Linked DNA regions of Mus musculus: regions 2, 3, 4 and 5 are each linked to region 1. Evidence: chromatin contacts called from public Hi-C and HiChIP or PLAC-seq data. All regions are on one chromosome and are shown on one strand. The core of a region is the stretch at or near the end of the contact, and the rest is flanking DNA. Distances in the headings are between cores, read along the strand shown.

What was found. Hi-C and Micro-C count contacts between places; a contact is called where the count stands out from the background. HiChIP or PLAC-seq counts read pairs in DNA pulled down with a chosen protein or histone mark.
Region 2: an H3K27ac HiChIP or PLAC-seq map of embryonic stem cells shows a contact between it and region 1, with 10 times the contacts expected there. The contact joins the enhancer-like site here to the promoter of Slc11a2 in region 1. A contact is called at or near these places in 4 of 39 promoter capture datasets (the 3T3-L1 cell line, 3T3-L1-derived adipocytes, cranial neural crest and 1 more), 5 of 115 datasets of contacts at active chromatin or transcription factors (embryonic forebrain, embryonic stem cells, microglia and 1 more) and 1 of 9 other capture datasets (embryonic stem cells).
Region 3: an H3K27ac HiChIP or PLAC-seq map of embryonic stem cells shows a contact between it and region 1, with 12 times the contacts expected there. The contact joins the promoter of Galnt6 here to the promoter of Slc11a2 in region 1. A contact is called at or near these places in 1 of 484 Hi-C or Micro-C datasets (embryonic stem cells), 6 of 115 datasets of contacts at active chromatin or transcription factors (embryonic stem cells, extraembryonic endoderm stem cells, microglia and 1 more) and 4 of 9 other capture datasets (adipose tissue, embryonic stem cells, liver and 1 more).
Region 4: a contact with region 1 is called in a Hi-C map of B cells, with 5 read pairs. The contact joins the enhancer-like site here to the promoter of Slc11a2 in region 1. A contact is called at or near these places in 1 of 484 Hi-C or Micro-C datasets (B cells), 8 of 115 datasets of contacts at active chromatin or transcription factors (the SCID.adh cell line, embryonic stem cells, kidney and 3 more) and 3 of 9 other capture datasets (adipose tissue, liver and pancreatic islet).
Region 5: a contact with region 1 is called in an H3K4me3 HiChIP or PLAC-seq map of stem cell-derived neural progenitor cells, with 4 times the contacts expected there. The contact joins the enhancer-like site here to the promoter of Slc11a2 in region 1. A contact is called at or near these places in 3 of 39 promoter capture datasets (the 3T3-L1 cell line, hippocampal neurons and stem cell-derived epiblast-like cells), 3 of 115 datasets of contacts at active chromatin or transcription factors (embryonic stem cells, extraembryonic endoderm stem cells and stem cell-derived neural progenitor cells) and 2 of 9 other capture datasets (liver and pancreatic islet).

The regions. Positions count from the first base shown.
Region 1 is chr15:100,420,387-100,425,243 of GRCm38.p6, reverse strand. Slc11a2 (solute carrier family 11 (proton-coupled divalent metal ion transporters), member 2) reads left to right here and starts at 2,189. Exons shown (of 17, transcript NM_008732.2): 1 at 2,189-2,282. It overlaps Gm5475 (predicted gene 5475), which reads right to left and starts at 2,051. Exons shown (of 3, transcript NR_040351.1): 1 at 1,000-2,051.
Region 2 is chr15:100,061,226-100,066,082 of GRCm38.p6, reverse strand. The region is part of intron 1 of Dip2b (disco interacting protein 2 homolog B); the gene reads right to left. Among named protein-coding and RNA genes, the nearest start is that of Dip2b, 25 kb to the right of the region's middle. Within about 2 kb of position 2,617, at least 22 of the 459 cell types and tissues checked have an H3K27ac peak or open chromatin away from gene starts, as enhancers often do. A contact at or near this core is called in embryonic stem cells, where this site is marked.
Region 3 is chr15:100,727,510-100,732,366 of GRCm38.p6, reverse strand. Galnt6 (polypeptide N-acetylgalactosaminyltransferase 6) reads left to right here and starts at 2,991. Exons shown (of 12, transcript NM_001161767.1): 1 at 2,991-3,064. It overlaps I730030J21Rik (RIKEN cDNA I730030J21 gene), which reads left to right. Exons shown (of 3, transcript NR_045782.1): 2 at 1-3; 3 at 1,483-1,862.
Region 4 is chr15:100,703,817-100,708,673 of GRCm38.p6, reverse strand. It overlaps Galnt6 (polypeptide N-acetylgalactosaminyltransferase 6), which reads left to right. Exons shown (of 12, transcript NM_001161767.1): 5 at 4,414-4,563. Among named protein-coding and RNA genes, the nearest start is that of Galnt6os, 11 kb to the right of the region's middle. Within about 2 kb of position 2,208, at least 112 of the 459 cell types and tissues checked have an H3K27ac peak or open chromatin away from gene starts, as enhancers often do. A contact at or near this core is called in B cells and the SCID.adh cell line, where this site is marked.
Region 5 is chr15:100,143,110-100,147,966 of GRCm38.p6, reverse strand. The region is part of intron 4 of Dip2b (disco interacting protein 2 homolog B); the gene reads right to left. Among named protein-coding and RNA genes, the nearest start is that of Atf1, 82 kb to the left of the region's middle. Within about 2 kb of position 2,301, at least 60 of the 459 cell types and tissues checked have an H3K27ac peak or open chromatin away from gene starts, as enhancers often do. A contact at or near this core is called in extraembryonic endoderm stem cells and stem cell-derived neural progenitor cells, where this site is marked.

The sequences.
Region 1 (4,857 bases), core at 940-3,439:
ATCCCTACTTCTCTTCTAGAATTCATAAATTCAAATCTTTCCTCTGCCAGATTTGATTTCATGGATGGTTTTATGGGCACTTCTATTTTCTGAGGACAAGTTGTCCTCAGCTTAATCTGCAAAGGCAACTTTGCCTTAGGCAACTGTCTGATAGCTACCACAGTTGGAAGCAGATCACTTCTTAACCTGGGACTTGCAGGAGTTGAGCAGGCACGGAGACTCTTCTCTGGGACGCTGCTCAGAAAACTCATGGTTTCCAGAACCGACATGCTGCTTAAATGTGCAGCCTGTGTCGGCAATCTGAGTCAGCGGCTCTTTCTGTTCGTTCTTAGGTAAGTACACCAGTTGTTTCCAGGAGGCAACCCCCCCGCCCCCCTTCTTTCTGTAAGCTTTCTTCCTACTACACAGAAAAACCCCTGCCCTGGATTTCTGTTTTGCTGCCTCGGGACTTTTTCTTTTCTGTCGGGTACTAAGTTCTGGTTCTGCCCATTTTGCTCCCCTGCCTGGAGATCACTGATTGACTAGCTAATGGCCGCCCTTGGCTCCTTCAGATCTGGAGGGAGAGACCAGGTGGCGTTTTCACCTTTACTTTGAAGTCTTATAATCACTTCAGTGTGGCACGTACTGAGTGGAAAATGGATGTGGGCTGTCAAGGCTTCGGGTTAATTGGTTCCACCTCCCTTCTCACAGGGACAGAGTCCTCTGCTCATCTACAGTGGAGTGAGTCCCTGAACCCCAGCTTCAACTCCCAGGGGAGTGGCCTCCAGACAAAAGGCTTTACTACATTACCGCCAGGGCACCCACTGCCCGCCTCCACGTCCTGCCCTGCCGAATGGCACATAAATGAAATCTCAGAAGAAAACTTTTAACTCAATTAATTTTTACTAATAACTAGGAGTGGCAGAAATACAATTCCTCCTTCTCATGGCCGGTCAAAGATGAAATTTGATTATGCTTTGAAGGGTGCGGTTTGAAATTTTTCCCTCAGTGTTGACCTACCTTAAGTGTTCTCTCTAGCCAAGGGGAGGCGTACTCCTCTGCATATATAGAGGCTGCGCTGCTCTGAAAAGCCAAACCAGTCCTGCACCATGGGGAAGAAGCAGCCAAGGGCGGCAGCAGCTGCTCCCAACTGTGAGCTAAGTAAGTGGCCACAGCCCAGGGACGCTGGCCAGCCGAGGAGCACACCTGGACGCTGACACAAACAGATCTCGCCCCTTTCTTTTCTAGATGCAGCGGAAGGTCCCAGAAGAAAGGTTCTGGGCTCGAAGGCATTTAAGAAGCCTTTCTCCAACGCCACGGATGAGCTGGAGAGGCGGCCAAGATTAATTTGTAGTTTCTCTTCTTTCAGGTGACGATTCTGTATGAAGAGCAGCAGCCCCAGCCAGGGGCCTTTCTGTTTGCTTTTGCTGTCATTTTTTTTTTTTTTTTAAAGTTTCCATCTTTAGGGTTTACCCTTTCTTCCTATCTCCGTTCTTACCAAATAATGAACATTTCTCCCGGCAGTTTCTATATGAAGAAAACAGGGCTGTCATCTATACTGTTGTAGGGGAAATCGAGAAGTCCTTTTCGGTGGCAACTTGGGGCGGGGGGTTGTCAGGTCATAAAACTGCGAAGAGGTGAGGCTGAGGCCGGGGATGGAGTGGGACTGTTTTGGGGGCAGGCAGGATAAAATGTGTGGAGAAGAGACAGAGCCAGGTGGGATCACTGTGAGTCTTGGGAGTAGGACGACGGGTGCAGCCGAACTGGCTCCACTGGTCGAAGTTTCTCGGTTCCTCCCAGGCGTGGGGTGTTCTTGGCGCGTCAGTGGGCACCGAGCAGTGGCTCAAGAAGCTAATAGGGACTGCCATGGCGCCTTAGGATCGAGTGTAGCTGTTTCTCGGAGTTATCATCTCTTAGGAGGAAAAAGGCGTGTAGCTGCCTAAAAGGAAGTGGCGGGAACTATGACAAAAATGTATATGTCCCGAGCATTCCGGGGATGGGAGTTGCCAATATAAGAACGCCGAAGGTTTGAACTGCGAGGACCGTGGCGCGCCCGGCGGAATCACGCCTCCGGATCAGCCCCGCCCCCGCTCAGGCCCCGCCCCCAGGCAGCTCGGATGGGCGGAGCCTCCGTTCCCGGTCCGCCGGCCACGCAATCCCGCAGCTGCAGGAGTCCAGCCAATCAGGAGAGGGGGGCTCCCGCCCGGCCGGCCAATCACGGGAGGGCAGGAGGTTGACTGGGTCGCCGCTGGCTCCTGGGATATGGAGTCGCCGGCGCGGCGTGTGTGGAGGTGGCGGAGCCGGTAAGCCGGGGTGCTGGCAGGGTCAGGGGTTACGGCGGCCCGCTGTGCGCGGGCGTGCGAGGGGGCTCGGACGGCGACCTACGGGGCTGGAGCAGCCTGCGGGGAGGGCGCAGCGGCGAGCCCGGGGAGGGAACCCGGTATCCCGAGGAGACCGGGAGGGCTCCCGGCTCAGCATAGGCGCCGACGATCACGGGCCTCGGCTCTTCACCGCCACCCGGGACACCGGACCACCCTTCCGCGGCCGGCCGGCCGGGGGGTGCGACCGCAGTGCCCTCCCGGAGCCCCGGGTGCCCTGCAGCGCAGCGCCCTGTCAGCCCAGCGGCTGCGGGAGCTGCGCGGTCTGCCCGAAGGCCTCAGGCCTCGCGGTTGAGTGCTGCTCGGTTGTCCGGCTGTGTGTGCAGCCTGGGACCCTGCGCCTTCCAAGGCCTCGTTCAGGGACACTTGCACGCGATGGATACTCCCCTTCTCAGCGGCGTCCTAGGCCGGGTAGTTTGCAAACTCATTTGTTTGATATTCCACCTTTGGATTCTTTGTCCGTTTCTTGGATACATCATATTTGGAAGGGCATCCTCAGAAGTAGAGTTTCCGCTGTATAAAATGGAGACACTCGGTTATCCCTTGGTTTTCAACGGTGTGATTTAAGGCAGCAAAAGCAAAATATGGGAGAAGAGCTGGTGAGGGCCGGTGGGCATCCGAGAGCTTCCATGTGACCCGTGGGGAAACCACGGGAAACTGTCCACGTTGTCCACCGTGGCATTCTCCACCCTGACCAAGTCTCCTTACTTCTTGGCTGTGTTAACTTTTGGTTCAGGCTCCTTAAGCTTTCCTGCGGTCCACACTTAAAGGTGGGGTGGGGGGATGGGGTGGTGGTGGTGGTGGTGGTGAAGGTTGGGTCTGTCAGGGCTGTTGGTGTTGTTAGTTAATACAGGTAAAGTGCTTAGGGCAGTCTCCTGCTGACCGGTATTTTTTTTTTTTAAATTACTGCTTGCTTGTGCCTGCTGTTTCCTTAAAGACTTTAACCTTCTCAGTAGTCTTTGCCCTGAGTCCCCTGGGCTATTGCCAAAGGTCCTCCAGGCAAGGCTTTCTAGCCATACTGTTAGTCTGCAAGTGCATCTAATTACAGGTGAAGAGATGCAAGGTGCTGACAGTACCTTCTTACTCTTTGTCTTTTTGAGACTAGATCTGGCTACCTCTCGTTAACTGGCCTTGAACTTGCAGTGTAGACCAAATTGTCCTCTAGCTTACAGTGATCCTCCTGCCTCTGCTGAGATCACAGACTTTTACCACTCAAACTTGGCTTCTGCTGAGTTTATTGAATGGGGTGGTTAAGTAACGTTTTAGGCTGTTTCCTGCAGTAGCTCTGCTGGTAAATGTAACATTGAGATTTCACTGGTGTTTTTTGTTAGCTATTTTACTCAGTCTTGCTTGGGCTGAGTTTATTTTGGACACAGACCTAAAAGGCAGATGACTGCAGCACACATGCTCTCTCGTGTTCCGGGAAGGTCTGTGGGACTCAGAAGGGGAATTCCTGAACATCGTGTCAGCTCCTCCCATTGAGGAATAGGGAAGCTGGATGTGAATCTCGGAGAGGAGAGATTCTACTCTCGGGAAAGCAGAAGCTGCATCATCAATCAGCAGGGCTAGTGAGCAGCTATGGTTCAGTTGTGACTCAGTGAGTGACTAGAGAGAATTCCTTCCACAAAGTAGGATCTTTTTCTGTTTGATTTTGAAGCCAAGAGCTTGTGGGGCGGGGGTGGTGCTGTTTATCAGATGGCTTCATTTCTGCTACAGCAAGCACCTGTATGTGAGCCTCACCATCAATTCCGTTCCAGTGGTTGGAGATGCCAGGAGTAGGAGCAGCTGTTGCTCATTGCTCAGCAACATTGTTAGGGACTGAATAGGAAACTGGAAAGTGGCTGGTCAGAGGCATCAAGCCCCTGCCCATGTGTGGCGCTGCAGGTGGCCTAAGTTTTCTTGCTTCTCTTTGTATTACAACAGTTTAATACTTCTTTAGGTTGAAATGTATTAAAATTGATATGTAATGATAAGGCTACAAGTTAATTATTAAAATTTTATTAGGTTCCAAAGAGCAGAAGGAAGCATCTATGGCTGGAAATCTTTTATTCTATGTTGGTCTGACTTGACGCATACGTTTTCTTTTAAGAAAAGCAGGTAAATTTCTAAGGTCCCTGCTAGGACAAATGGGTTGAATGTGATCTAAGGAAAGATGTCCTTCAGATTTTTCTGGAGAAAAACACTGTTAAAGGTGGGCAAAGCATCTTTGGGTGGGAGAGGAAGTAACGTGCTTTGTGTGGGTTTCTTTTCCTTCTGGTAGAGATGGCCTTTGAAGTTGTTCACAGGATGAAGGTGTCAGGCCAGGTGACCAAGGCAACACTGCTGTCACGCTGTGGTTAGAAGGAAGTTTGTAGGCAGCTTAACTCTGTCAGAGTTGGAGGTCAGAGTAAACTGTGAGCGGTCAGGAAGCAGTCAGACCCTGGCTGTGCAGAGAAAAGGAATAGTTCTTAGTAGTGGGTACCGGGCCTGCCCACACACCCGCCCTTTCTTTTTCTCTTTA
Region 2 (4,857 bases), core at 1,368-3,867, 360 kb after region 1:
TGTGTGTGTGTGTGTGTGTTGTGTGTGTGTGTGTACGTGGGTATGATGTCTGAGTGTGGTCTATGTGTACATGTGTGTACCGTGTGTGCATGCCATGGTGTATGCATGTGTGTGGGTTGTGTATGGTGTGTGTATGTGTACATGTGTGTGTCATATGTATGTGTGTAAATGTGCATGCCATGGTGTACGTCTATACATGTATGTGTGTGCATAGGGGGTGTTTGCGGTATGTGTGCATGTGTATACATGTGTATGTATGTGTATGTATGTGTATGTGTACATATGGGGGGTAGGTCAGAGGAAGACTGTTGGGAGTCAGTTCTCTCCTTCCATGTAGTTCCTAGGGATTGAACGTGAGTCCCCAAGAGGCCGTTAAGTGCTGACCTTGATTTTTCTATCTATCAATTCATTTATATGAGTACTCCATTTGTACGTATGCCTTCATAGCAGAAGAAAGCATCAGATCCCATTACAGATGGTTGTGAGCCACCATGTAGATGCTGGGAATTGAACTCAGGACCTCTGGAAGAACAAACAAGTGCTCTTAACCACTGAGCCATCTCTCCAGCCCCTAGTCCTTGATTTTTAAAAAGGGTTTAAGACAATGAAATGAGACGGGGGTTCTTTGAAAACAATGACACTAAAAGAACTGGATCTCCATCTGCATAAGAGCACACATGAGCTGCTATCAGTATCACATGTAAAATCTGAAGGTCAGAGTCAAATGTAAGAGCTGAAACCACACAGTGATGGCAGCTGCACAGCCGGAATGAACTGAGGGTCTCTGAAATGCACATTCTTAAAGCTTTTTATCTTATGCATCTAGGTGGTTTGCCTACTTGGTACGAGAAGAGACTGCAAGAGGGCATCTGAACTGGAGTTACAGACAGTTGTGAGCCACCATGTAGGTGGAAAGAATCAAACTTGGGTCCTCTGGAGGAGCGGTTAGTACTCTTGACTGCTGGGCCATGTCTCCAGCCCTTGAAATATATGTTTTAAAGGGCAAGTGTTTGGCAGGTGTATTTTTTAAAATCACTGGTCTTAGTAGCACTCTGAAGGTACAAGCAAGTCCAAGGCTAGTCTAGACTGCACAGTAAGACCTTGTCACTTAAAAAAAAATTTAACAAACAAACAAACAAATAATGTTCAGGCTTGGTGATACACAGCTACTCCTGCTGGGAGACAGGGGACATTCTGGCAAGGTTTGGAAAACTAAAAATCCCTCACAAGCCTGCTATGTCACCATCTCTTTCAGGGACCACAAAACAATCAGCCTGACCTAGAGTCGGGTGGCAGCCAGGCTTCCTACTGCAGGGAAGGCAGACACTTCATCAATCACTCAGGGTCATAAAAGTTTTTGCCAAAAACCTTTTATTTTTTTTTTTTATTATTTATTTTGAGATGGGATTTCTCTACATAGCTCTGGCTGTCCTGGAACTCACTCTGTAGACTAGGCAGGCCTGTAGCTCACAGAGATCTGCCTGCCTCTGCCTTCCAAGTGCTGGGATGAAAGGCGTGCACCACAGTGCACAGCCAAAGAAGAAGTTCTGATAAACCTGGCCATGATGGCGCATGCCTATAATCCCAGCTCTTGGGAGGTGGAGGCAGGAGAATCAGAAGTTCAAATTCATCCTGGAAAATAAAAACCAAATAAACAGTTTGAGGCTGTGGCTGACAACAAGACAGAACATGAGCAATGAGAAAATGCGATGCTATAGGCCTGCCACCTCAGGTACTTCGGAGCCACTCCCTGACTCTGGCTGATCTGAATCAAGCCTAGAACTGAACTCCCATGTTTTCTCAAACTCCCTACTCTTGGCTTCCTTGTCTACCTAGCTGATCCCCAAATCTTTAAGCCACAATTTAAGCATCGTTGTCTCTCAAAGCTCAATCCTGGAACTGAGCAAGGCCCTGGTGTCATTCTCAGACAGGAGAACTACACTTCTAACCCAGCACTTGCCTGGTTATGGGTGAGCCAAGCAGATGAACTCTTTATTCTCTTTGCCATCCGAGTGCTTAAGCCAAGGTGACCTCACACATGTGGGCAAGCACACAGGCACTCCAGTTCCACACATCCCAGCAGCCCCAGGCCACCTACGCACAGTTATGTAAGGGAAAAGAAACGAGTGTCCATGTCACGGACATCACGGCCAGCTTTCCCTAGCTGGGTCCAGTACAGCTTCACACTTGGAATTTGTCTGCCCCCTTTACTTCCTTGGAGACATCCTCACAAAGGCACTATGGGCTCATTGGCTTGTGTCACTCTTCTGGGTAGACTGACTGGTGTTTTGTTTTGTTTTGTTTTGTTTTGTAATTTCGAGACAGGGTTTCTCTGTGTAGCTCTGGCTGTCCTGGAACTCACTCTGTAGACCAGGCTGGCCTCGAACTCAGAAATCCGCCCGCCTCTGCCTCCCGAGTGCTGAGATTAAAAGCGTGCGCCACCACGCCCGGCTTTCTTCTGGATAGACTGAGACCATACACTGAGAGTGCTATCTAATTTATGCCTGTACTGCAGCCTAGGCCACACCCCGCAAATCACCCGACCTACTAATGGGTATTCAAATGGCATACATTTGAATGTGATCACACTGCTGACCAAAATACCAGTCATTAACTTCAGTTATCTCACTTTCTTCCAAAGTCCAAAGTGAAGGCCTTCCTCTAACAGCCTCAGTGCTCACCCCAGCTGGTCCCACACAGCAAGCGAGTTCACTGTTACCTTTACTTCCAGTCAGTGTCAGTCATAAAATCTGTATTGAGATACACTATGTGGATCTCCAATCAGCAACGACAAAAGACAGGAAGAAATTCAGTACTGACTCAACAATGCCTGTGCTGCCTCCCCATGTGCCCACTGTGTGTGGTGCTGGAAGCTCAGTAAGGCTCCAGGCTCCCAGCGCTGGCATTGTATTCAGTCTAACACTTCATGTGACCATCCTCCCTGAGCCCAGCAAGAAAGACCAATCAGCCTGTGCTAAGGAAAATCGCTGAGCTCTGCAGCACGAGAATTTCCATGTTCATAGTGATATGTATCAGGGTTAAGACATAAGCCTAACCTTAAAATTAACATATATATGAATATGTAGATGAGGGCATATCTATATAAATATCCTATAGATAAACTCTCAGTGTTTCTGCATTTTAACTGTGTTCTATCGAAGTGAGGCTCTACCACACTGTCAGTACTCACAAAGTACTAAATGTCTCAGCTTTCAGAGCAACACTTCAAAGAAGCCTGGCATGGTGGCACACACCTTTAGTCCCAGTACACAAGGCAGAGACATGTGGTTCTACTATGAGTTTGAGGCCAGCCTGATCTACAAAGAGAGTTCCAGGACAGCCAGGGCTTCACAGAGAAACCCTATCACAAACAAACAAGCAAGCAAGCAAGTAACAACAACAACAACAAAAAAAAAACAACAACAAAAAACACTTCAAAAACAAAAACTGAAATTAAATAAACATACATGTACTATGTGACCAAACAGCTCTACTACTGGCTATAGCCAATATATGGACACCAAGAAAAGCAAGCATTTGTAAGTCAAAAAATATAAGCAGACCACATGTCTATCAACAACAAAGCAAATGAACTATCACAGCTATAAGTATTGTGTACCATGGAGGAGAAAGCACAGACCCAAAAGTGAAGTCAGAGACAAAGGACAGCATTCCTAAGATGCCACTTAAATAAACGCAAGAACATGTAAAGCACACAAGTGCACAGGCCGCATTCGGTGACGTCTGTGGGGATGCTAGCTGGGAAGGGGCACTTCCAGATAATGGAGATGTTGGCACTCTTTTTTGCTGGTTTTGTTTTGTGACAGTGTCTCATACAGCCCAGGCTGGCCTCCAACTCACTATATGGCTGAGGATAACCTTGAACTAGTCTTCCTGCCTCCACCTCCAGGTGTATACCAACACAGGCAGTTTTATGGGGTGTCGGGCTCTTAGCTTTTCTGCAAGATAGATGGGCGCTCTATACACTAAACCACATCCCTGGCCAATGTTTTCTTCTTCACCACCACAGTAGGCTCATGGGTGCATTGCTTTTGTAAAAATGCAATGTAAATCCACTGAACTACTGAACTCAGTTTTACAAACTTTGAAAACACTGATTCTGAGGACTAGGGAGATGGCTGGCGGTGAGGAGCCCCTGCTGCTCTTTCAGAGACCTAGGTCCAGTTCCCAGCCCCTCCTCAGGGGGCACATGACCCCTATAATTCCAGCTCTAGGCTAGTCAGAACAACAAGACCCTGCCTCAAAACAAACATTGCAGAAACAAACCTGAATTGTACATGGCCCTCTCTTCTTGTTTGTTCTGCTCTTTGTTCTTTACTGGTTGGTTTGTTGAGGCACAATCTCAGTATGACTTCTAACTGTGTGCTGGCCTCAGCCCACCAAGTCCTATGGCTAGAGACGCATCGCCTGTACTGTTCTGCACTGTGCCATGCTATACACATCACCTGTGTTATACTGTACTATACTGTACTACAACGCTGCACCTGTACTGTATGGTACTGGACTATACTGAGCTATACATGCATCACCTGTACTATACTGTGCTCTACTGTACTACAACCCTGTGCCTGTATTGTACTGTACTGTACTATATGCCATACATGCATCACCTGTACTATACTGTATGTGCTATACTGCACTACACATGCCACAGCTGTACTGTGCTGTATGTAGTGTGCATGCAATGTCTATACTGTACTATACATGCTGTACTGTATTGTACTGCACTATATCCACATCACCTGCACTGCACTGTATGATACATGCATCACCTCCCCTAACTATACGCATCTTTATACCTGCTTTTAGCTGAAGGCCAAGAAGGAACGTGCCCCG
Region 3 (4,857 bases), core at 1,742-4,241, 310 kb before region 1:
CATGTAAGTTCTGGGGACTAAACTCAGGGATCAGAGGTTGCACAAGTGCTTTCACCTGCTGAGACACATCGATGCCCCTCCCCCCTTTTTGAGTTAGGGTCTCATGCAGCCCACAATGGTCTCAAACTTATTTAGCCAACAGTGACCTTGAACCCTGATCCTCCTGTCTCCCTCTCTCAGCTGCTTGGATTGGAGGTGTGTGTCACCGTGTTCAATTAATGAAAGCCAAATTTTAAGTGGGCTGCCACCAGCGGAGGTCAGGGTGTCCCCTTCTGCCCTGTGGTGCATCAGAACCTTCCCATGCAGTGGGGAAGGGAGCCCTCCCCAACCCCTGCTAGGAGAGAACGCAGTGTTTTAGGGATAAGTCTACAGCAGGCACCTCCAAATTAGACAGCTAGTCATTATGAAGACTTAAGTCACCTTTAAAATCATAGTCAGGCATGGTGGTTCATTTGTCTAATCCCAGCACTTGAGAGGCTGACTCACGAGGATTGAGACCAGCTTGGCTAGCTACAGGAGGCCTTTTCTTGAAATGCAAAAATGAAAGGGGGGGTGGCTCACACCTTTAATCCCCACACTAGAGAGGTAGAGGCAGGTGGATCTCTGAGTTTGAAGCCAGCCTGATTTACATAATGAATTCTCAGACAGCTAGGGTTACTTAGAGAGATTCTGAATCAGATAGATAGATAGATAGATAGATAGATAGATAGATAGATAGATAGATAGATGACCTCTGACCTGCATGTACAACACACACACACAAATCACTAAAAGAAACAGATTGAAAATGATCAAAGTGCATTATATATACATCTACGAAGTGTCATAATGAAACCTTTGTTTCCCATAACTAATGAACGCTAATCAACTTCTTATTCCCAAAGTGAACTCATTAATAACAGCTTCAGAATTTGAGGTACACACATCGGCTGGCACTCCTCGAAAAGCCAAACAGTCTCTTTCACGCTCCAAGGCAGAGTAAGAGGTCATGAGCCTACCCTGGAGCAGTCTGAGGTCCCTCAGGTCAAGTTGGGACCTGACTAAGATCACACAGTGCTGAAGGTCGAAGAGCTAAGTGAAAGGGAGGTGGGAGCAAAGGCCAAACCACCGAGTCTCACACCCAAGGGACGAGAAGCAAAGACAGCGGCGGCCCATTATCTGCAGCAGGAAATGTTGGTGATCCCAAAGCCTGGTAAAGTGTCACCCTTCACCTAAGTAAGCAAGCTCAGTAAACTTCCCCGCTGTGATCTCCTGGCCTTCCCAGAATGCCTCTGGTCCCCTCTGAGCGCTCAATTCAACGACAGGGGTGCTGGGTCCTGGCCCCTGAGCCTTAGAGACTCAAAACTGCAAAGCCATTTTAACATCAACCAAAACAGAAAGATCCATTCCATTTCCCCCCCCCCCCCCCGTGGTGTTTGTTTGTTTTTTGGAGGCAGAGTATCGATATTCATCTCAAGCTTCCTTTCACTGTGTTGTCTGCAGCCACAGATCCTCCTGCATCCTCCTGCTTCCGAAATGCTGGGATCAATGTCTACCAGAAAGCATCCGAACTTGGGGATCATGGTACATCACTTCTGTAATCTCAGAGCTGCAGACGCCGAGGCCAGAGGATCAGGAGCACAAGGCCATCCTCGAGTCTATGGAGAATTTTGGTTTCTTTTAAAACCCAGTTATGTTGTGGGAATGAGTGTGTGTGTGTGTGTTGTGTGTGTGTCTATACCTATCTATCTTGCCCCAGAGAACCAGAACCCCTAATCATCAAGAAGTAGTCTATATACACCCCCTTTCTCCTCTAACTTCTTTCTCTCCAACCTACTGTTGGGGTTTGTAATAAAAGTCGGGAGGTAGACGTATAAGAACCTAATAAAGTAGTTTTTTTTTTTTTTAAAAAAGCCAAAACTCAACTATATTATGTAGGGAGTTCAAGACTACCTTTGTCCACTTGAGACTCTTTCTCAGAAAACACACATGAGGGCTGGAGAGATGGTTTGTTGGTGAAGAGCAATTGCTGCTCACTGCTGTATAGCTCGGGGTTCAGGTCCCATCACCCCTGTAAAGCCAGGCATCTGCCTCTAACCAGCTCTGAGGGATTACACCTCTGGCTGTGTGCTAGGAGGGCCACATGCATATAAATGAGTAAATAAAACCCTTCTTTAAAACCACACGAAAAGAAAGTTTCCAAATCACCAGGAATTCAGAACTAGGATAAGAAAATTACGTCAGGATGGTAGGCTCAGAACCCATGAGCAGCCACTGTCTAGGTGGCAGGACGACTCAGAATCAGACGCGAGTTTAAGTAATTTTTGTTATTTATATATTTATTTGTATTTATTGAGACGCGATCTCCTATGTAGCTCAGGTTGGCCTGGAACTCAAGATCTCCCTGCCTCCGCCTTCCGGAGCTAGGTTTTAGGATTGTGCCAAACCTAAATCTGCATTTCTAACCACCTCGAAGGTGTTCTGCGTGTCCGGACCGCATTTCTGAACCTCACTCGGCAACCTCCCACTGACCCTACCCTTGGATAGCAGGAGTTAGGTACTGAGGCTGGGATTTGGCTGGGTGAGGCCGGGCACTTGCCAGTTGGCAGTTAGATGGGAGGGGAAGTTATCTGTTCACAACCTCAGACGCCTGGGACAGAGCCTCGGGGCTCGCTGCCGCCCAGCCCGCCCTGAGAGCTGCTGGCCTCGGGCTCTGAGGTCCGCAGCCCCTCCGCCACCGAGCCAGCACGTTGCACACCGTGGCTTGCTGCTCTCGCCCTGCGGAGCAGGTGGCTTGGAGTGGCGATGGCCTGGGATGCGGGTGGCCTTGGGTGGCGGTGACATGGGGTGGCGGTGCCCTGGGGTGGAGCTGCCCGCGATGCAGTCTGGCCTCGGACCGTGCACCCAACGTGAGCGGCCTCGCATGCCGGGGTTGGGAGCGGAGTCACAGCACCTGCCCGAGCGGGGCGGGGCGTCATCCTCGACAGGACCCGCCCTGGACCCGCCCTCCCGGTCGCCCCGTCGGGAAACCCACGAGCAGCTCGGCGGCAGCGGCAGCGGCAGCGGCTTTGCCTCGGCGCGGTAGGTAAGCAGCAACGGGTCGCGACCCCATGGTGCCCTCGGACCTGGCAGCCCCGTGCTCCTCCGGGACTCCCTCCCAGCCGTCCCCTCCCCCACCCCCCTCAGTGAGATGAAGGGGCTGAGCCAGACTCATCCCCCATGCCTTCGCTTTTTGCCCCGCGCGGTGCCATCTAGCGTCTCTCGCGGTGAGACCCCTTCACCTCTGCGGTTAAGAAGCTGAGGGGCGAACTGGGAGCCCCGGAATCCCTCTTCTCCTCGCTCTCGCCCCGGTGCCTACTGTGTGCCTCCCCCGATTTGACCACCTCGTGTGCTCAAGCGTTGGGACTCCTTCCTGCCATACCCTGAACAGAAGGGACAAACCAGGAGAAGCCTCATTGGTGGGGGGTGGGGGGCCCCTCAGAGTCCTTTCCTGATTGATCTCCCCTTGGATGCTTAGCGCTTTGGAGGAGTGGGGGACGGAGTTCTGTGGTATTGTGTAGAGTGTATGACTGTGACTGTCACCACCAACTTCCTGATTCTCCCTCCCTCGTGATGACAGAAAGGAGAATCCTCCTGCTACTTGCCCAAAAGCCAGTCATCTAGAGACTCCAGACCACTGCAGAGGGCTCGCCTGATTTTGTGGACACTGCTGGCGATTGCTTGTCTCAAAGCACAAAAAGGAACCCGGCCGGGTCTTGAGCCGTAATCGCCACAGTGGTTCCAGGGAGAGCTGTAAGGTTGCACTCTGAGCTCATCCCTACAATGACTGAGGTTAATGACAGACACACCAAAGAGCCTCCAGGGCTACCTTCGCTTCACCACAGGTGTGTGTGTGTGTGTGTGTGTATTACATAGGCCGGGCTCTCCTGACAGGACAGCTGTTTCCCTGCTTGGCAGAGAAAAGCTAAGAAGGATGAGATAGGCAAATTCATATGATGACTAGATCAAGGTTTTGAAATACTCTTCATTCAGATTGTCCAAGGGCAGCCTGCATCATCGCAGGCTCCGTGTCCTCATGGACGCCCTGTGCTTTAAAGAACCCAGAGGTGGGGATACCAGGACCCCACAGCAATCGAAACTCTGAAAGAGACTGGGTACTGAGTAATTACTACCCACAGCTGGCACTGCCTCCAGCATACACAAGAGCCCAGCGAAAGGGAGGCCCCCTGGGTGTCAGGTGCCCTCTGAGATCAGAACTGTCTTCGTCCACGTTCAACTGGGAGAAACCCAGACCCGAGATCTAACCATAGGCTGAGTCCTGTTTGCACTGCCTAGAACAGAAGTCGGGTTTGGGAGGGGCCCTGTCCTCAGCTGTTCGTAGGGAAGGCTGTGGTGTATATAATGAAGGCTACAGGTGGCTGACTCAGCTCTGCCACTAATGTAGCTGCAGAACCTTGGCCACATCGCCACGTAAACATTCCAGGGCGGGGCGGGGAGCAAATGAGAAGGTGCAAGGGCTTTAGGGACCAACTGAACATAAGATGTGTCGTGGCTTTGGACGGACAACCCTGAGTGTGAGTTTAGCCTCTGGTCTTGCCTAGCTGTGTGCATAAGGCTCTGGTTCCAGTCTCCAGCACTGGATAAACTGGGCATGGTGGCCCGTGTCTGTAATGCCAGCATTTAAGAGGTGGAAGCAGGAAAACCCAAGGTTCAAGCTCATCCTTGGCTACGTGTTGAGTTTGAAGCCAGCCTGGACTATAAGACTCTGTCTCAATGCAAAAGTCAAGACCAAAGAAAACAAAATATAACTTGGGTGAGACTTTGGTTTGATTTTTTATTCCATCTTTGTGCTTTGAGACAGGTTCTCTCTTCATAGCC
Region 4 (4,857 bases), core at 959-3,458, 280 kb before region 1:
AAAAAAAAAAAGCCAAGCTCACAAATGATCTGATTGACAGTTTTAAGTGATAACTCTGAGGCATAGGAAGAAGGAAGGAGGGGCAGGGGGAGGGGGAGGAGGGAGCCAAGAATATAATTCAGTCAGTACAGTGCTTGCTTTAGCATGCACAAGGTCCTGGGTTCAACCTATAGCATGGCATTAACCGAGCATGATGCCACATGTGTGTAATGCCAGGGTACCGGAGGTGGACACAGAAGGATCAGACACTCAGGGCGGGTTTGAAACCAGGGGCAGGAGAGAGGCCAAGGCCTGAAGGAGAGATGACTCGACACTTATGAGCACTGGCTGCTCTTTCCGAGGACCTAGGCTACATTCCCAGCAGCCACCTGGCTGGTCACAACTCCTACTCTAGGGGATCCAACACCTTCTTTTGGCCTCCACAGAAATGACACATAGCATAATGCATATATAACGTGATGCACAGACATACATGCAAGCAGAAACATCACAAAGTATTTTTATTTGAAACTCAAAAAAAAAAAAAAAAAAAAAAAAGGAAAAATAAAGAGTTGGAGGCTGTCCTGGCTGAGAGACTCTGAAGAGAAAGTAGGGAGAGCTCTGGAGCTAGGGCAATGTCCTGTGGCAGAGCACTCAACCTGGCATGCCCGAGGCTCTGAACTCTGGCTCCAGCACCATCAGACAGTAAAGAGACAGAGGAACCTGCAGGCACGGTGGTGGTGGTGTTTAGTTGCTTGGTTGGTTTGGTTTTGGTGTTTTTCAAGGCAGGGTTTCTCTGTGTAGCCCTGGCTGTCCTGGAACTCACTCGTAGACCAGACTGGCCCCAAATTCAGAGATCCACCTGCCTCTGCCTCCCAGGCCAGAAAACTGCAGTTTAAGGTTGCTTCCATATCTAGAACATTCTGGGAGACAATATGGAGAAGAGTCTGGAAGAGCAGTTGACTGTTATAACTAAGGCGACCATAGGAACAGGTTAAAAACTAATCCGGTAGGGAAGGGGCAGGGAGAACTCAGCTTGGCTCAGGGTGGAGTGGATAACGGGTGCTGGTGCTGAGGTCATGTGGGGATATGGGGTAGGGCATGGACTGAGGTGCAGAGTTTTGTTCAGGTTTGAGGTAAGTTAGCTTTCTGTCAGACATCCAAGTGAAGACTGCGAAGTTAGGAGGGAAGTCCTGGGTGCACAGTATGAGCCATGGGCTGTGTAGTGTGAGCTGTGGGCTGCACAGTGTGAGCCATGGGCTGTGCATGTGAGCCATGGGCTGTGCAGTGTGAGCCATGGGCTGCGCAGTGTGAGCTGTGGGCTGCACAGTGTGAACCATGGGCTGTGAATGTGAGCCATGGGCTGTGCAGTGTGAACCATGGGCTGTGCAGTGTGAGCCATGGGCTGTACAGTGTGAGCCATGGGCTGTGCAGTGTGAGCCATGGGCTGCAAAGTGTGAGCTATGGGCTGTGTAGTGTGAGCCATGGGCTGTGCAGTGTGAGCCATGGGCTGTGGAGTGTGAGCCATGGGCTGTGCAGTGTGAGCCATGGGCTGTGCATGTGAGCCATGGGCTGTGAATGTGAGCCATGGGCTGTGCAGTGTGAGCCATGGGCTGTGCAGTGTGAGCCATGGGCTGTGCATGTGAGCCATGGGCTGTGCAGTGTGAGCCATGGGCTGTGCAGTGTGAACCATGGGCTGCAAAGTGTGAGCTATGGGCTGTGTAGTGTGAGCCATGGGCTGTGCAGTGTGAGCCATGGGCTGTGGAGTGTGAGCTATGGGCTGTGGAGTGTGAGCCATGGGCTGTGTAGTATGAGCCATGGGGCTGTGCCATGTGAGCCGTGAGCTGCATGGGGTAGAAGAAAGGGGCATTTACCTCTTGACCTGAGGAGTAAGGTTGGGTGGTAGTGGCAGACCATGGCAACTAAGCCTGAGGGACCATATGCTGGCCCTCCTGTCTCTTACTCAGCTGTGCTATATTCTTTCCTGGGTCTTTTTTTTCCAGTAACTCCAGAGGTGGGACAAACAGCAGGTAGGATAGACAGACAGAGGACTGTTGCAGAGAGTTGTCTGACTGTCCTTCAAGGGCCTGAGGACCAGAACCTGCAGCCTCTAGCCCAGCCTCCTGAGACTAGAAGGAAGGCGTGGGAGAGCTGTATAGCACAGGGCCCTTGAAGTCACAGCTCAGTGCTTCTCACTGTCTAACCACACAGCCCGCTTCCTGTGATGCTTGCCCGTGAGTTATCTCCACCAAGGCTTCCTCTGGGGAACTAAGTGGGGTCTCAGGGAGGCTTCCGCTGAGCTGCTGAGAGGATGAAGGCCCAGCTGGGTTCCTCCCTTCCTGTCAGCAACACCAGGTTGTGGCCGGGTTGTGGCTCACATGTCCCATGACGGCAGGCCTTCCCTACGAAGGCCAGGGTCCAGCATCGCACAGTGCATTGCAGACACTTGCTAAGTCATTGCAGTGTTGAAGCCACCATAGAAGGCTAAATTGGAGCAGCCAGATTCTGGCACCAGAGACAAGTGGCTCCGTTTCTGGAGTAAGACAAGTCCCCCTCTCGGGTGACTGCCTGAAGTGTTTCATTTGCAAGGCTAGTGGGTCAGGGACACTTGCCTACCAGGAGGACTGGAGAAGACAAAGCAGAAGAGCTCAAGTTTCAAATTGTAGTTTCTTTCCCTGGGGCTCTGCTCTCCCAGGCAGTAACCAAAGGGGAGCTTGGCGGAATAAATCCCTTTCACACTCTTCTCCTTGGGGTCTGGCACAGGGAGAAGCATAAAGACTGGAGATAACTTAGGAGGGGTTGGGTGGGGGCAAGAGATCCCCTCAACCCAAGCTGCTCATGCTTGTTAAGTCCCTGTGGGTGCCCTCTTGGCTCCTGGAGGAGGTATATCTTCTCACAAAGGCTGGTTAGGATCCTGTTGTCATCATGGTAACTAGGATAACCTGAGCTCCAAGTCTTGACTTTGTCTGTTAACCCTAGGGTAGGTAGGTATGCCCTGTTCCACAGTGTAAGCTTCATAGAGAGATGGAGAAATGAAGTCAGTGTGAAAGCACCAGCTTTAGTGACTGGCACATAGTAGGTGCTCAGGTATTTGGGTGTATGTGTGTGTGTCTTTGATATTAGTGACAACAATAGAGAGATGGGGAAATGAAGCCAGCATGAAAACACCTGCATTAGTGACTGGCACATAGTAGGTGTTCAAGTGTGTGTGTGTGTGTTTGATATTGTGACTTACAAAGCATTGTGTACAGAGGAAGGCCCAATTGTGAACCCACAATCGGAAGGGAAGGACACAATTGTCAGAGACATCCTCCACTGCCAAAACAGCATGCGCCTCCATTCTACAGTTAAGAACTAGGGGAGGGCTGGAGGGACTGTTCAGGAATTAAAAGCATACACTGGGTTTCTGGAGGACCCAAGATTGGCACACTGGGCGCCTCAAACCTGCCTCTTAACTCCAGCTCCAAGGGATCCGACATCCTCTGCATCATTGTACTTGCGGGCACAGACACACACACACACACACACACACACACACACACACACACACACACACATACACACACACGTGCATTTTTTTTTTTTCGAGACAGGGTTTCTCTGTGTAGCCCTGGCTGTCCTGGAACTCACTCTGTAGACCAGGCTGGCCTCGAACTCAGAAATCCGCCTGCCTCTGCCTCTGGAGTGCTGGAATTAAAGGTGTGTGCCACCATACCCGGCTACGTGTGTAATTTTAACACAGACATACACACATGTGCATAATTTTGACAATCTTTTTTCAAAAAACAGAAGCTGGATGAAGTGATACAATGTCTTTTTAATTGCAGCACGGGGGAGGCAGAGGCAGGGGGAATCTGAGGCCAGTCTGGTCTACAGAGCAGGTTCCAGGACCGTCAAACTTAACAGTTAAGACATAAGATGGAGGATGCTCCAAATGGAGTCCTTTGAAGTAAAACTATGTTCTGTGTCCTGAGGATTTCAGATGGAGTCCCAGGGTCCTTAGGAATGTATCTCTATCCACTGTGGCCAAAAGAAGCCCCCACACTAGGCAGGCGCCTACCGCTGAACATTACCCACAGTCTCTTTTAGTATTTTAAATCTGCTTGGCTTGTTTTACTCTCCCTGAAGAGTCCCATACACAGGGCATAAAGTCAAAGATTAGGCCTGTGCGGGGCAGTGTAGCTTAGTGGTGGAGCACTTGGCCCTGGCTTAAATTCCCAACACCTCAAGGAGTGGGGGATGGGGGAAGATGGCCACAGACGTTGGTGCTGGCAAGCCTGTTCTCAAGGGGGCCTGGCCACAGACAGGGTTTCCCACCTGCCTGTCTTTCCATCTCTGCCCTCACCTTCTGTGGGCAGTTTTTGGGGAGTACTTGGGGGTAATACCCACAAGGGATTAGTGAGGTGCTGGTCACAGTGGCCGTGTCCCTTCCAGAGCACCTGAAGGAGAGGCTGGAGCAGTACGTTCAGCAGCTGCAGATCGTGCGCGTGGTTCGGCAGCGGGAGCGGAAGGGGCTCATCACAGCCAGGCTGCTGGGGGCCAGCGTGGCGCAGGCAGAGGTGCTCACGTTCCTGGACGCCCACTGTGAGTAGGACACGCCCACCCGGTGCCAGGAGGGGCTGGGGCCATCCTGTCCTTGTGTTTTAGTAGGGGCTTGGTACTCAGATTAGCTGGCCCTGCACAGTGATCACAGTTTCCCTGAGCGCCCTGAGGAGAAGCCCCTGCCCCACTGGAAACAAGGAAAGGAAAAAGACCCCCCAAAGGCTGGCGAGTGTGCGGGGGAGAGTTGTTCTACAGTGGGAGTTGACACACACAAGTCCTGGAGGAGGGAGAGCCAATCTTGGAGCCTACACCGGGGTGGGGGCTGGAAACCCTGGA
Region 5 (4,857 bases), core at 1,052-3,551, 280 kb after region 1:
CCTGAGTGCCGGGAATAAATACAGTAGGAGTTACTACTTTGCTCAGATGGTGGTTCTAGGGAATAAGCCTAAGCCTTCGCGCTAGGCAAGCACACACTGCTCTTGAGCCCCTGCCCCTGCCCCTGCCCCAGCCCCAGCCCCTGCCCCAGCCCCGAGACCAATCCTAAAAGCATGGTTTGCCTGCTGTGGAGTGACGTGACTTATCAGGCACCACTTGATAGTGTTCATCAGAAGTCTACCATCTATTTGTAACCAATTAGAAGACATAGAAATGATTTGCTTATTGTTTTTAAGAGAAGAGAAGTCCCCAGTTTACTAACTTTTCCTAGCTGCTATGACTTTAGTTATGTGGACATTATATTAAAAATGTTTATTTTAGGGCTGGAGCAGGCGGGGCCGGAGTGAGATGGAAAAAATGTTTATTTTTAAAAAGTGAACACTTGGGGCTGAAGAGATAGCTGAGCAGTTAAGGGCACTGGACGTTCTTCCAAAAGACCCAGGTTTGATTCCCAGTAACAACGTAAAACAGGAAACAACCCAAATGGCCAAGCACAGACAAATGGATGGATAGACTATAGTCAGACTCAGCCATGAGCCGTCTATTGGGATGGATACAACATGGAAGAGTTTCAAAATACTTAGGGTGAATGAAAGTTAGCCCATCCCTCCTGCTCTACCTGTGCGTGTGCGTGTGTGTGTGTGTGTGTGTGTGTGTGTGGTGGTGGTGGTGGGGGAGACAAAACTGCATGGCTCTATTGCATAAACATCTAGAGAAAACACAAGCCAACACAGAGACAAGGAGAGCGAAGCAGTGGTTATCGGGGTGAGAGGAACGTGAAGCGCTCAGGAGACTGCAGAGATGGGCATTATCTTAACTGTGTTTCTATGTCACAACCTGGCAAAATACGTACCTACGTATGTGCTGTTAGGCTGTAGCTATAGCTACAGGCTTGGGGTGTGTGAAGACAGCACCAACTGTCCCCTCCAAAGTTACTTATATTATGTCAATCTTAATTGAATAAAACTGTAAAAATCAAATTTGAAAAGGCTTTTCAAATTTTGAAAAAGACTTAACTTGAAACTTGCTAAGACTTACAAGAATGAAAATGGCACCTGAAACAGACACCACCTGAAAGCAGAGACGTGCTGAGGAGCACTGAGTGGACGGGCCCTGGAGGACAGCGCCCACCAGAGCTGGAGCCATGACTCAGGAGTTAAGAACACTGGACGCTCTTCCAGAAGACGCAGGTTCAGTTCCCAGCTACCACATGGCAGCTCACAAGAGCCTGTAACTCCAGCTCTAGGAGATGGCACAGTGCATATATATATACATATAGCCAAAGCCCTCAGGCATACAAAACTTTAAAAAAATCTTTTAGAAAAGAAAGGAACAATAGATCCCGCCTCTGGGCCCACACAACAGGTAACAAAATTAGGTCTAGGCGAGTAAGCCACAGTGCACTGACATGCCGGATGAGCGTGCACTCTAACAATCACTACAAAGTAGCGCGACATCTCACTTGGGCATGGAGCAGGTGACTGCAAGCAAGCTCTTCACACAGAAGAGCCATTTCTCCTGCTACTAAATCTGTTGTGTGGTGCTAGGGACTGAAGGGGGGGGGGTGCTTCATGCTGAGCCTCATCCCCAGCCTAGGGATTCTCTTTCAAGTAACATTTAAGTGACAGAATGGCAGCTCTCAGGAGGTGATGGCTAGTTAGGTTTACCCTTCTGTGGTACTGTGCATATATAGGCAACTGTCAGGTGAGAGGGGTTTCCTGCCTGTGACACTTAGGGTTGATAAGGACTGAGTTAACCATTACCCACTGACAATGAGCATCTGGCTCTCTCCTGTCTGCAGACCCACTGCTCTCCCTATCTTGCAAACACGTACAGGCAACACAGCCTGGCAGGGCCGTCTTAGTGAAAGTCCTTGGCACAGGGTAAGGCACCGCAATCCCATACAACACCTCTGAGGTGGATGAAAACCAGCAATGTCCAGTGTGCCCCAGGGCATCATTCTTAGGTAAAGAAATGCAGAGGCTGAGATTAACACATTATGGAGAAAAGCTTTTCCTTGTCGTCCAGCCCATCCCTGGCAGGTAGGAACCTTGTCAGAGCACACGTCCACACACAGCTTCCCTCCACTTGGGGTCACCTGCCCTCTCTCACTGCACCAAACAATAACCTCACAGGCTGCAGGGAAGCCCGGAAACCGAAATAACTAAGTTAGTCTGTGGGTCAGCACTGTATTTATTTCTGTATGAATGAGCAGTGGCGTTACACAAAGGACCTCTATAAAGAGAGCTGAGGTCATCGCCTCATGACATCAGCACATGAGACAACTGCAGCACAGTCACTCAGGCAGTAAAGGATGGGGAAGGCCACAGGTGCTAACACTAGGAGTCACTGCACACTTAGAAAACTTGAGTTTTCTAATCCACGGCAGTTTAACATAGGCGTCAATAATCACATTTTAGGTTGACTGAGGTCTTATCTGAGAGTCATTTATGAAAAAAAAGACAAATCATTTTCCATGCCAACTGTTCTCATTGCTTCTAAACTGCATGACACCATAAATAAAGCCAAAACGTCCGCCCCCTTAAAGCTTTTCCTCCTTAAACCCGTTTGATCAGGCAGCTCTCAATTTTCATCCGGTTAGTAACCCAGGAGACTGTACCTCCCACAGGGAGAGCAGAGTGACTTGTGCCCCAGAAGTGAGCTCCACACAACACAGCACACGGACGTGTGGGCTGACAGTCAATGTACAAAGATCGAAGAGGACTGTGGTACACAGGAGGCTGTATGTGTGGGTGGGGTGTGCTTGCAGGTGTGTGTTTCTGGAGGCCAGAGGTTGACATGGGTTTGGTGACTGGCTGACTGGCTGGCCAGTGAGCCCTAGGAACCCACTTGCCTCCTCCGCACACAGTGCTAGAGTTACAGATGTGTACCACTGCACTCAGCCTAGGAAGGAGCTGGAGGTTCAAACTCCATTGAGCCACCCCAGCTGCCTGCGTTCTGACCATTGTATAATTGCCAGATGCTGACTTTAAAAATATTCAATGATGAGCAATCCCATCATTCCTCCTCCTCCTCCTTCTCCTCCTCTTCCTCTTCCTCCTCTTCCTCCTCCCTAGAATACAGCCTCTTAACTTTGGTCCTCAGGACTAGCAAAAGGACATAGCTAGATAAAACTATGTGATGGCCCTGAGTTAGAGGTTGCAGGTCCTGGGACACATTAAGTGGCTTCAACTACAAAAGGAGCAGCCAAGCCACTTTTGCTTGCTTGTTTGTTCTTAGACTGGGTTTCTCTATGTGGCTCCGGCTACCCTGAAACTTACTCTGTAGAGCAGGCTGGCCTAGAACTCAGAGATTTGCCTTCCACTGCTCCTGAGTGCTGGGATTAAAGGCGTGCATCACCACTGCCCCCAAAAGCGGCAAATTCCACTGCTAACAGAAGAAGCTAGCAGAACCTGAGGATATAGGTCTCATACCTTCCCTCTCTGGAGCAAAGTACTTGTACCTGGGTATATGCAGGACAGTTGAATGAGAAAACCAAGATCTATCACACTGGGGGGCTGTGTGAGATAGCCTGGAGGGACCTCAACATCTCGGGGTTTGTTTTTTTGTTGTTGTTATTTTGTTTTTATTATTATTATTATTATTATTTGTTGTTTTTGTTTTTTTGTTTTCAAGACAGTGTTTCTCTGTGTAACGCTGGCTGTCCTGGAACTCACTCTGTAGACCAGGCTGGCCTCAAACTCAGAAATCCACCTGCCTCTGCCTCCTGAGTGCTGGGATTAAAGGCGTGCACCACCAGGCCCAGCTCCTCAAAATGGGAGAGATTTTCTACTTGCAACACAGATGTCCCTAATAGCACATAGAGGTGTTTTGAATCCTATTCAGAAGTCCCTAGAACAGAAGGTAAAGGGACAGGGAACCTGATCACTCTGCTCTGCTGAGTCAGGTCTTAGAAGAGAGGACTGTATCTTTGTTATGAAATTATTAACACCTGGAATGTGATCAAGAGCATTATGGTACAAAATTCTTGAAGGTTCCACAAGAACAGAGCACGCACATTTAGAAATATAGAGGCTTGCAGTAGACTGCAAAGGACTATGGTTCCATTCAACAGTGAACAACTGTGATTTGGTTAGAGAGCTGCTAAGTTCCCGGTGGCAGTGACTTTTATGAAAGGCCTGCCAAACAGGTTCCCATTCCTTGAGAGCCTTCTCAATTCTTTGATGGGCTCTCTCTTCTAACCCAGAGCCATGAGAGCAGCCATTTACTCTGAAGCCACAGTGCCTTGTCAGAGGCTGGGAGAGGGCTGCGTGTCACACAGCTCCCCGCCCTTTGCCATTTACTGAAACTGAACCTTCAGCTATTCTGCAGGGAATCTGCCAACACGGACGGCTACAAGACTGAGAGCCCCCTTTGTGCCCAGGACCCATCTTGTACACTGCACAAATGTGGAAGGGAATCCATCCAAGACTCTGAATGAGTAGGCCTCAAGTATGCACCACTATGGACACAAAATGCCTCATTGTGTTAGTCTGCCAGAGGTATCCTGGGTTACATTTTGAGAAACACTTGAAGCCACAGAGCTATTTCTCTTTCAAACATACTGACACCACAAATGTGTGGGGAAGGAAGCGCACACAGCTAACGAGCCCACAGCAGACTCAAGTGCCCTGAGAAGTTCGGCAAACCCAGAAGGGAACAGTGACATGAGCATGGACCAACAGCGAAGCCCAGCGTGGCAGCTGTAACCAGGGAACAGCCACAGGGCTCCCAGGGAAGCTTGCCAAAGCCATGGCAGGGGTTAAGAGCTGCACCGCTCTTACTGTGTGTGGACCAAG